Regions from separate parts of the Mus musculus genome. Here region 1 is linked to region 2. The links are chromatin contacts, called in public Micro-C maps. All regions are on one chromosome and are shown on one strand. The core of a region is the stretch at or near the end of the contact, and the rest is flanking DNA. Distances in the headings are between cores, read along the strand shown.

What was found. A called contact is a pair of places that touch in the nucleus more often than the background predicts.
Region 1: a contact with region 2 is called in a Micro-C map of the G1E-ER4 cell line, with 2.4 times the contacts expected there. The contact joins two enhancer-like sites. A contact is called at or near these places in 1 of 15 datasets of contacts at CTCF or cohesin (large pre-B cells) and 3 of 484 Hi-C or Micro-C datasets (the G1E-ER4 cell line, nephron progenitors and palatal mesenchyme).

Annotation. Positions count from the first base shown.
Region 1 is chr16:95,483,109-95,489,323 of GRCm38.p6, reverse strand. All of the region lies in intron 2 of Erg (ETS transcription factor), which reads left to right. Among named protein-coding and RNA genes, the nearest start is that of Erg, 44 kb to the left of the region's middle. Within about 2 kb of position 1,398, at least 10 of the 459 cell types and tissues checked have an H3K27ac peak or open chromatin away from gene starts, as enhancers often do. A contact at or near this core is called in the G1E-ER4 cell line, where this site is marked.
Region 2 is chr16:95,344,745-95,350,468 of GRCm38.p6, reverse strand. No RefSeq gene overlaps it. Among named protein-coding and RNA genes, the nearest start is that of Gm31641, 88 kb to the right of the region's middle. Within about 2 kb of position 2,713, at least 49 of the 459 cell types and tissues checked have an H3K27ac peak or open chromatin away from gene starts, as enhancers often do. A contact at or near this core is called in the G1E-ER4 cell line, where this site is marked.

The DNA.
Region 1 (6,215 bases), core at 149-2,648, 140 kb before region 2:
ATGGGGAGGTGGAGACAGGCAGATTATTGAGGTTCGCTTGTTAACCAGCCTCGCTTACTGGGCAAGTTCTAAAGCGGAGAGGGAACTTGCCTTAAGGAAATCAGGTCGACAGCTTCTGAGGAATGGTAGCTGAGGTTGGCCTGCAGCTCAGACACAGGCACACACAAACACACACAAATAGAAAGTACACACAGTTCACAGACATTTAAAGAAAAGCTTTTAATGATAACCTTCTTACTCAGTTTAACACGCTACTTAAAATGAAAGTGTCTTGCTTAGTACAGCATCTTGTGGAGGTAAAAGTGAGTCTTTGTTTAGAGAGAGTTACAGAAGGGCGCACGCCAAAATGCTCTTCCTGATCAGACAAGGAAACGTTGGTCACCCTCCGAGTGGTGTTCTGAGGTCTCGTGCATGCGAGGGAGGCTATGATCTGATATCAACTCTACAGCCAGCATCTTAGTCAGTTAAGGTTGTGTGTCAGGTGCTGCCAGAGGCCCTCATGCTCCCAGATGACAATCTCTGCCACCCTGTGACATCATGTGGCTCTGTCCCATCAGCACTGGACTTCCAGAACATTTCCCATGAGAAGAATTTGCAGGTTGATCATTGTCCTGTAGGTACCTGGAAGTCCATAGGTCAGGAGCCAGAACACACATGGTCTTGTGTAAGTGTAGGGACAAGAAATACTCCAGTACACCAGGAACTATGAACAAATTCATTAATCTAGAGTATTTCTATCCATGCATGTGTACGTATATGTAACAAATATTAAGACAAGATGACTAAACAGTTCACTAAAACTTTTAGTCACAATGCGTATCTTACTAATTGTCCACAAGTAACCTATTTCTTAAACCTAAGGTAGAGATATGCATGTGGGGTGAACCAAAATCTGGATCTTGGCTGAAGACACTGGATTCTGTACATAGGAGATAAGCAAAGGCCCTTTGACCCCTTTGAAGTCATCCTGGAGGGTGACTTGAACATAAGCTAGTGGGCAAAAATTTGCTTCAAGGATGGGAAGTAGATTCTATGGCCATGCTCGTTGGTTGTTTCAGAAGTCAGTTCCAGATTTCGGAGTGGTTGGCACCAGGTGACTGATAGAAGACACAGAAGGCTCTAGGGTGCATTTTGGTACTGTTATCAAACCGTTAGCTTATTGTGGTCTGGACACAGTTATCTGATAGCAACTTAGGCTCCATATCTCAGTGTCTCATATCTGGTGCCACAAATTCTATATGCCTTGTGTCCTATGACTTAGCATTCTTTTTACGATCAATTTTCTAAGTAGTTAGAGATATCTAAAAAGATCTGTTCTACATCTTGGGATATCCAGTGTGAAGCAATTTTCTGCTATGAAGGAGGTGGTATAAGCTCTGTTCTTGACTATGGTGCAGGCTATGAATGAAGTAAATAAGTAAATGCCTGTTGCTGAGAGTCTGTATTTTAGCTGAGGAAACCATCGCTGGGGTAACTAAGATGAAGCTGCGTGCATGGTGTGAGATAAAGAATAAATGAGAGCATAGAGAAGTGCATTCTGGGAAGGGGTTTTACATCAGAGGAGTCTTCTAGATTTCATCGGTAAGCTGACGTTGAGTTAGCAGTTGAAGGAAATGAGGGCAAAAGTCCTGTGTCTGTTCCTGAGTGCGTGTGAGTGTGTATATAAACACATTCTAGGCAGAGCACACTAGAAAAAAGGGGCAGAGGTCAGAGTGCAAGTCACTGAAGGAAGAATCCTTGGCCTGGCTGAAAAAGAGATCTCCAAGCATCTACTAAAATAATAAAGAAAGCTGTCTGGGTTGCAGGGAAATACAGCCAGAGGGTGAGTGATGGTGACAATTTTCAAAAGGAAAAGAAGAGACCACTGTTCACCCTGAGGGTGTGTGATCCCACAGTGGATGTAACTGTTAGGGTGTGTGATCCCCCAGTGGATGTCACTGTGAGGGTGTGTGATTCCACTATGGATGTGACTATGAGGGTGTGTGATCCCACAGTGGATCTCGCTGTTAGGGTGTGTGATTGATTCCACAGTGGACGTGACTGTGAGGGTGTGTGATATCACAATGGATCTCACTGTTAAGGTGTGTGATTGATTCCACAGTGGACATGACTGTGAGGGTGTGTGATCCCACAGTGGATCTCGCCGTTAGGGTGTGTGATTGATCCCACAGTGGACATGACTGTGAGGGTGTGTGATCCCACAGTGGATCTCGCTGTTAGGGTGTGTGATTGATCCCACAGTGGACGTGACTGTGAGGGTGTGTGATATCACAGTGGACGTGACTGTGAGGGTGTGTGATTGATTCCACAGTGGACGTGACTGTGAGGGTGTGTGATCCCACAGTGGACGTGACTGTGAGGGTGTGTGATCCCACAGTGGACGTGACTGTGAGGGTGTGTGATCCCACAGTGGACGTGACTGTGAGGGTGTGTGATACCACAGTGGACGTGACTGTGAGGGTGTGTGATACCACAGTGGACGTGACTGTGAGGGTTCCTCATGTGGCTGTTTGCAATCAAACTGAGCACCAGGTCTGGGAGGATGTGACTTGGAAGGTCGACTGTGACTTTCTCTCTTTTTTTTTTTATCTGAACATTTCTAGACTTACAATTTTCTCTGGCAACAGAATGCAAAGTTAGAGTACATTTTCTAGTAATAGTGTTATGATGCTCTAAGCCAAAGTTTGCTAATTGTTTTGTGGATAATATTTATATCCTAATTATACCAAATCCCAATAATCATTTTTTACAAAGACCTTTTATAGCACCCGGTATAATAATATATGCATTTCTGCGTTCAGTGTGTTCCCATAAAATTCTCACTGTGATGTTCTAATCTCCAAGTACCTCAGTTTGTGACATCCTTTGGAACTGGGTTTATTGCGGATGTAGCATGCTGGGCCCTGATCCAGGATGGCTGAGGTCTTTATAAAGGGGATATTTAGAGGCAGAAGCTCACAGTAGAAGGTGAGAGGGCAGACACTGGGCTATGCTTCTGCAAGACAGGGAAGGCCCAGGATGGGAAGAAATCCGCAGATTCTCCCTCACAGCCCTGGAAGGAACAGAGCAGAGAGCAGTTTTCTTCAGTGGTGTAACCACTGATGAGCAGAACACATTCCTATAAACAAATGTTCCATTAAACAAGTCTAGTGAACCTCAGTCACACATACTCACACACTCACACACACACACCACATACACATATACTCAAACACACACACTCACACACAAACACACATGCAAACACACACATACACACTCACACTCATACACACAGACACATACAAACACATACACAGACCACACTCACACACAAACATACCCACTTACACCCACTCACACATATAAACACACATAACACACACTCACACATACTCACACACACCACATTTACATACACTCACACATAAACACAACTATACACATACAAACATAACCTACACACTCACACCCAAACATACACACTTATACAAACTCACACACACACGTGCACACTTACACATTAAAAAATACACACAACACACACACACATGATGTGAAAATAAAAGTGGGGAACTGGCTAGGAAGAGGAAAGGGTTAAGGGCGTGGAAGGGAACAAGGGTGGGGTGAATCTGATCGTCATGTGTGTATGCATGTGAAGTGTCATGATGATATGCACCCATTGTAATGCATAGTTAGTATATGTAAATAGGAACCTTAGGAAGGAGGGCCATGCTGTGTAACTCCCAGCATGGTTCAGGACAGCACCACATATTCACACTTATCTCTGTCTCATTATAGAGTCTCTAGGGTGGTTCTTTAGTTACCACCGACCTCATAGCTTTTGGGGGTGAGGACACTCAGGATTCTTAGCCTTTTTAGCCACTCTTCTATTCCTGATAGATCTTATCCTCTCTACCCAGCTTTCTCTCCCTCTGGGAGAAGGGAGGAGGAGGTCTAATTAGTAAGAAAGTTCAGTGGGTCCCTTTTCAGCTACCCACGGCACTCAGAGGTAGCCATCATGTCATCTCTGCTGCCAGTGACCTGGCCTGGAAACTGCTGTTTTCAGAAGTCATTTAGGAGTTGCTGAAGGCATTTCTCAGTGTGTACCAGGCATGTTCCATGCCTCACACCTGCAGGAGTCACACTGCCAAGAGGGTTGTCACACTGGAGACCCCAGTCCTCAGACATTCTGACTGGCCAGGGACATCCATGTGCTTCAGTTCTCCACAGATACCCCAAACCTCTGCTGCTGGAAGGGGCCATGTTTGAACAGCAGTGCCTTCCAAGGATTGTACTTCTGTAGGCCATTCTGGAATGTTCTCCTGACAAAGTCACCCTAGTATTGAGACGTAGAATTTCACCATGGGCCACTGTTGGGCAGGCCATGTTTGTGACTCCTGTGGCTATCACATGGGGGCTTCTCAGATATTCCTCATCATGGACTCTGCTATCAAGGAAGCCATGCTCTGGTTAGCTCAGCATTTCCTTATGGAAGGGTGGATTCCTAGCAGATGGTGACAGTTTTCTGTGACCATTTTTTCTTATTCTTTCTAAAGCTGAGATCCTCTTAATTTCTTACTCAAAACTCTTAAGAATTCTTGATTCTTAGCATGATTTTCCCCTTTTGCTACTTGATTATATGCATCTACATGTACATATACGCGTGTATACATATACACACATACATATACATACATACATACATACATACATACATATATACATACATACATACATACTTAAACTGGGATCCTGGGGATGTATCACAATTGCTAGTGTTTGCCTAGCATGCCTGAGGTCTTGGATTTGAGCCCCAGCAGGCTTGCTGGAGCCCTGGTATAATCTTAGTACTAAGAGGTGGAGGCAGGAAGATTAGGAGTTCAATGACTACATGGCGAGTTTCAGGCAAGTCTAGGCTATATGAGACCCTGTCTCAAAAAGAAAAATAACAAACCAACAAAAAAATTAATATTTAGCACTGGGGAGCAACCTGGAGCCTCTCGCATGGGAACATTGATCACTGAGTCTGACACTTCTCACTGTGGTGTGCAGGATTGAGCTAACATTTTCCCTAGGCACTCTGGTTTCTGTTCCTAAGGATTTAGATTCACCCACAGTTTATTTTCCCCAGCTGCGCTTCAGAATGAGAAAGAGCTTCTCTGTGAGCTCCACCACCAAGCTGTAACCTCCCCCCCCCATTCCTTAATCCTATTTGCATACCAAGTCTTATCTTTCTTAGTTTAAAAATGAACATTTTTGTAGCAAAGTAAATGTGCCGCTGATATTTTAGTCATTATATTTAATTAAATTATTCACAGTCATATATAAATGTATAAAATCTTTTTGAGTTAAGATTTTTACATCACCAAGATTAAAGTAAATGGTCTCTTTGGTCTTTGTCCTGGCTGTGTTTGTAGAGTCACTAGGACCTCTTCCCTTTTTGGTATAGTGTGGACTCTAACACATGCTCACAGTCTTGATTTTCCTCAGGTAGTGTCTAGAAATATCTATTTATATAGATCCAATTCTAGATATAGACTTACAAACATTAGTGAAGATGGGAAGGGGGCATTGTTAGTGGAGGTAGAGAGGGGAGAAGGGGAGGGGGAGGGGGAGGGGGGAAAGACTGACAACTTTTCCTAAGCAGTCTGGCCCTGAGTTTCTGTTTCCAAGGAGTTTGGAATATGCTTGGGCTGTTTACTCTCTGCCTATCTCCTAGTCCTCTATCTCAAGGCACCACCCCAGAAAGGGAGAAGAGTTCCTTTCTAGGGACCCCCCCCCCCCAATAGCCTCTATGCCTACAATGGACTACACTAGATCACTGCCTAGGACTCTTCTCCAAGAGTCTCTGAATTCTGTATCCCAGAATCCACACCCTACCCCACAGCTACTGTTGTCCAGGTAGTCAAGAACTGTGTGATACAATGTATCATTATCTCCTTGTCCTGGAGTAAGTGAACTTGTGGCTTTGCTCATTTGTCTTATGGGCAATTCCCAGAGTTGCATTCCAGTCTAAGATGGTGTCTTATTTACGGTTTCTATTGCTGTGATGAAACACTATGGAGATTGACAGGTTTATCTGGCTTTCACATCACAGTCCTTCATTGAAGGAAGTCAGGACAGGAACTCAACAGGGCAGGAACCTGGAGGCAGGAGCTGATGCAAAGGCCATGGAGGGGTGCTGCTTACTGTCTTGCTCCTTATGGCTTTCTCAGCCTGCTTTCTTATAGACC
Region 2 (5,724 bases), core at 1,464-3,963:
CAGAATCTACATCTAAAACTGCATTAAATGAGCCTGAGAAGAAAGCAGAAGACAGACTGTTTGAAGGGAGGAGGGAACCACTGAGGAGGGAGGACCATGAGGGAGGAAGGTCGGGATGGATGTGAGCAATGTGTAAGGACACACGTGAGCAAAGTAGTGTCATGCATGTGAGCAAAGTACAGTGTCACACACATAAGCAAAGCACAGTGACAAAGCGCAGTGACACACATGTGAGCAAAGTGCAGTGACACACATGTGAGCAAAGTGCAGTGACACACACATATGAGCAAAGCGCAGTGACACACATGTATGAAAACAGTTTAAAAACCTTGTGTTTTGTTTGGTAATTCTAAAGAGAAAGAAAGCAGGATCATGGAGGCCCAGCTCTGCAGCAGTTGCACACTTGGTGCTGAGTTGCACACTTTGTACTGGGAGCTTGGGTCCCTCTGTGCCCCCATGACATCCAAGGCTGGACTGAACACAGATGCCTGGGCCTCCACGATGTCTTCATCCTCTTTCCTCACCTCTCGCCTCCGTTTCCTCCCTGTGGGCGTCAGTCCTGGGCTCATTTGATGTAACAGCAGGGTCGTTGTTGAAACCAAATGTGCACAGCATTTCCCAACCTCCCTGGTGGACATTTGAGGCCCAGTGCTCTTTGTTGGGAAGGGATACAGGCCTGTCTGATGCTCAGACACTCCTGGTATCTACCTCATCTGTGCAGTACACACTCCTCGTGCTCCGCCGTGTGTCTCTATGCATGGTTCACTCTGCACAAAAGCATTCTCCTCCCAAGATGAGGGGACTTCTGGTAAGCAGAGCAACAACTTCATGGCTGTTTCAGAAGCAAACACTTGAGTAACTGGGGGAGTCCTGTGCCCTGTTCCCTGTGGTTGGAGATAAAGTGCCACTTGAAAACAAGTTCCTGGGGCTGGAGATCAAAAGCACTCTCTTGCCCTGGCACCCGGAGAGTAACCCTCGGAGCAGATGGGGGATCTGATCTTGGGTCTTGGTGGCCATGTTACGTGGACTCTGTGGCTATGGTGGCAGTCAGACCTTGTAAAGAGCCCTATCCCAGGCCCTTGTTGTTTTCATACACAGGGACTGTCACAGGTTCACTTGGAGGCAGTTCTGTTGTCCCTTCCCACCAGGGAGCTGCCAGGGACTTTTGATTCTGGAAACTTCCTATCACACTGAGTATAAACTCACTCTGTTACAAGGCCTCTGTGGCCCCGGGGTTCCCTGTCTCCACAGTCCTCCATGTTCCAGTCCTTCCTTCCATTCCTCACACCCAAGGTCTGCGACATCTTAGGGTCTTTACCCAGCCATCCATCTTTGCTGCATGGGTGCTCTTCCTGCAGGTGAGAGCAGGTGTGTACAACCTGGAGGCCCCAGGAAGGCTTCCCTGACCTCACCTCATTAACCTTGCTAGCTGGAGGGACGCCCGTGGCCAGATCTGTTTCCTTCATTGCTTGTGTTTGCATTCATTCACACTCTTATGGCTATCGTGACTTAATTGAGCAGGAGACTTCTGGCACTCAGTGAACATCCGTTGAATCCTGACGTTGTTCCTTGAGCAGGCCGTGGAAATCCAGGGCTGGATGGTGGGCATCGGTGCTTCCTGCTCTCAGTGTCTGTCTTCAGTCTTTCCCCACCCCTCAGCTCCATTTCCTCTCTGTGAACTTCCATCTTGGGCGGGGCTTATTTTGTAATGTCAAGATTGTTACCCAAACTCTCAGTTTGAGTGGCTTTTCTCAACCTCGCTTGATTAACACGCTCAGCTGAAAGTCACTCTTTCACTGGGGTGGGGAAGGCCTGTTCTGCCCATCTTGAGGGTGTCCAGCTGCACCTTTCGTTCCCATCTGACCCCCTGCCACCGGGGACTCCCCAATATCAACCAAAAAAAGTCTGCAAACATTCCCAGATAGGGAAAAAATGACCCATACTTGGCTAATATCATGGTGTCTCAGCAGCTTGAGCAGAATTCTAGAAGACTCTAGAAATCTAGAACCTTCCCTGCCCAGGGTATCTGATAGTTTCCCCCCTTCCGTAATATGTTATCCATGTATGGAAAGTTCTAGATCCTTCTTAGCGCTGCATCATATTGCAGTGTGAGAGTTTTATCTATTTACCTGGTTCACCTCTATATGGATAAATGTTTTGGCCAGGTCCTGTCTGCTGATTTTACAGATGATACAGGGATGGGTAACCATGATCACTGGAAGGAGAATTCAGAGAAGGCAGAAATGGCTGGTGGATTTAGATCCTGTAGGAGTTGTTTAAAAATATCTGGAACAGCGGTTTTTATGCGCAGTGTTGGAAAGTCACCTGGAATTTCCCCAGCCCGTGCCCTGTCACTTACCCAAAGCAGGGTACAAGAGTGTCCCTTGTAAAACTTTTCCCGTGCCCTTAATGGATGCCAAAGTCTTGAGCTTGGAGTGCGTAGACGCGCAGAGAGAACTTGTTAAACCATGTTTTGAAGACGTTTTTCAGGAGTGGAGAGAGCCAAGGTGAGGGGCCACTGCCTGCTTCAAGGGGCTTTAGCGAGATGTGTGGACAAAGGGCCTCACTCTCCCTCAGTACCTTTAACTGTAGGGTGACATGGACTCTCCCTTGCTGGCTTCAAAGAACAATTAGTGAAAGCTCACACTTTCCCAAGGCTGACATAGACTGGGCAATGTGAGGACTGTGACATGTGGGTGAGCTGTCTCTCTTCACTGTGCAGGTGTGGGTGAAGCCTCACATTCAGAGAGACTCAGTGGCTTACCCAGGCTCCACAGCTCTGCTAACAAGGTCTGACTTTCTCTCCTGACCACATCAGGGTGCTCACAACTGCTGCTGCTTAATCTTTGATGCTCTTTCCATGTTTCCCAAGTCCTTCCACCTCTGGCTTTGCTGATGAATTCCTGCCTCCTCCATAGAATCCTAGGGAAACGCAGTAGACAGGGTTTCTCCCTCCCTGTGAGAGGGGCAGTGAGCTGAGTCTAAGCTGTCATCTCTCCATGGTGTCCCTGCCAGGAAGGTCTTCAGCAGCCCTGCCCCCACATGAGAGCTCTTGGGTGTGTGACAGGCAGGCCAGGGCCTTCCTTCCACCCTGATAAGGCCAGGCAGCAAGGGCTGGAATGTAAACCTCCCTGCAGCTGCAGCGGAAGAAGCTTCATCCATTGTTTCCTCTGGGACCTGGGACGCCAGTGCAGTCTTACTGGAGCTCTGAGGAGAGGGCTTTCAAAAGACAGCTTTAGCCAAAAGGGTGGTGTGAGATGCTCTAAGTCTGGAAAGTGCAAGGTGCAGAGAAGTGGGTACCTGGGGAGGACTGGCCCTCAAGGGCTGGGTTAGAACCTGCAGACATACATTTCCCTAGGTGGATATCCCTGTTGAGTGGTGTGTGTGATGTATGTGTCAGTGTGTGTGTGTCTGCTATGTATGTCTATGCATCTGTTGTGTGTTTGTGTCTTTATGTGGTGTGTGTGTATGTGTGTGTTTGTGTATCTGTGTCTCTCTGTGTGCATGGTGTGTGTGTGTCTCTGTGTGGTGTGTGTGTGTGTCTGTGTGTGTAGTATGTGTGTGTGGTATGTGTGTCTGTGTATGTGGTATGTGTGTGTCTGTATCTGTGTCTCTCTGTGTGCATGGTGTGTGTGTGTGTGGTGTGCCTCTGTGTGTGGTGTGTGTGTCTGTGTGTCTGGTATGTGTATCTGTGTATGTGGTATGTGTGTGTGTCTGTGTGTGCATCGGTATCTATGTGTGTGAGTGTATGTCTCTGTGTGTGGTGTGTGTGTGTGTGTCTATATGTGGTGTGTATGTCTGTATGTCTGTGTAAGTGTATCTGTGTATGTGGTGTGTGTTTGTGATGTGTGTGTTTGTGATGTGTGTGTCTGTGTATATATGTGGAGAGAGAGTGTGTGTGAGAGAGTGAGTGTGTGTGTGTGAGAGTGTGTGTGTGTGTGTGTGTGTGTGTGTGAGAGAGAGAGAGAGAGAGAGAGAGAGAGAGAGAGAGCAGTAAATCCTGCCATTTCTTTGAAGCCTAACTTCACTTGCTGCCTTGGAGAGAGGACTGGAATTCACACTCCTTCCTTCCTTATGATTACCTTGCCCTAGGCCCTCTACAGAAGAACCAGGGTTGCTGTGGTGCCCCTTTCTCTCCTTTTTAAAATGAAACACAAGTATAAAAGATATTAATGGTCTGTTCTGTTGCTAAGCACATTTTACTGGCATACCCTCTGTGACATATTGCCAAGGTTTGTAAAGATGGCCTTTGTGTATGTATGACCTAGAGGGATCCAGCCCGGGGGCCGGGGGGGGGGGGCGCGCACGGGGATGGGGGGAGGGGAGACCCTGCTCTCTGCAGGTGGCAAGTCCTGGAATGGGATAAATCCTGTGTGACCACTAGGTGGCGGTAGAGTTTCATGTACCTGCCACTGCAGCTGAGCCACTAACCAGCTTACTTTTGGTAGCTTTACAGTTTGGCATGTCTTCGTTGGGTAATTTAGAAGCTACTTGTAATAGCTTCATGGAACACCCTAAGATTCTCAGATGTGTTTGTTGTGTGGGTGTTTACAAAGAAGCCCAGCTACAGGTCAGTGGGGCATAGCTCATTGTCTCAAAATAGAATCATTAGGACTTTAAAAAAATTAATTTTCTTAAAAATCACTTTATAATATCATCTCCACAAGTTGGGCATTGTATCACAGGAGATGGGAAATCCTGGATCACAGGCTCTCCACATGTGCCAGCAGGGTGTAGCTGTCCTTGGGTGCTTTCAGAAACCCCCTAAGCATCAGAGCATGGGAGCAAGGAGACCTGGATGGTCTCAAGGCTACCTGCTGCTTACTAAGCAGGGCCTGTTTCAGATACCAGGCCCATCAGTCCAGGACTTTAGAATCCACATCTACAGATTATTGTCCAGGAACTCTGCTTTCTCCCTGGCCAAGCATACCCTAGGGCTCCCACGACCTGTCCTGTCTGTCTTGCTTCCCCTGCCCCAGCACCAGGGAAAGGTAAATTTTCGGTGGCTCCAACCTGTGCCCACAATCCCCAGGACAAAGAAGCATCCTGATTTGGGGCCTCTTAGGTCAGTGTAGGCAAAATGCTGTCAATTGCTGTTGAAGACCTCTTGAGTCCCCTCCTCTGTCACAGCCAACCAAAGGCCCCACATTCCCGAGCTCAAAGGCCACGTTGCTCACTGAGGTCATCCTAGGCCTTGTTCACCTCAGAGCTCTCCCTTCTCTCCCCCTTTCTCTCCTCCCTCCGCCTCGCGTTCTTGGTTTGTGGAGTAAGGGAGAAGCACCTGAGAAGCCTTCCTGCTTAATCCCAAGAGGAGGCGGATGACGCCCTTGTGGACTTCCTTTATTTTGTTTCTGCCCCCAAGCTTCCTTGCTCTAAACAAAGATCATACAGGGGCTGGGGGCGTGGCTCAGTTGGTAGAGTGTTTCCCTAGTGTGGTCGAAGACTGTTTTCTTTTCCCATAGCTGCATACACCTGGCATGATGGAGCACCGCTGAGGTGCTAGCACTCAGGAAGATCAGAAGCTAAGATCATCTTTAGCTACGTAGAAAACTGGAAGGGCAGCCTGGACTACCGGAGACCCTGTCTCTCAACACAAACATCAACACAAACGAGCACACAAACAAAACCACGACACCAATGATGAAACAAATATTGAAAATTAATCTGTATAACCTCTCCTTCCCTCCCTCCATCACCTCTTCTTTCCCTCTTGTCTCCCCATTC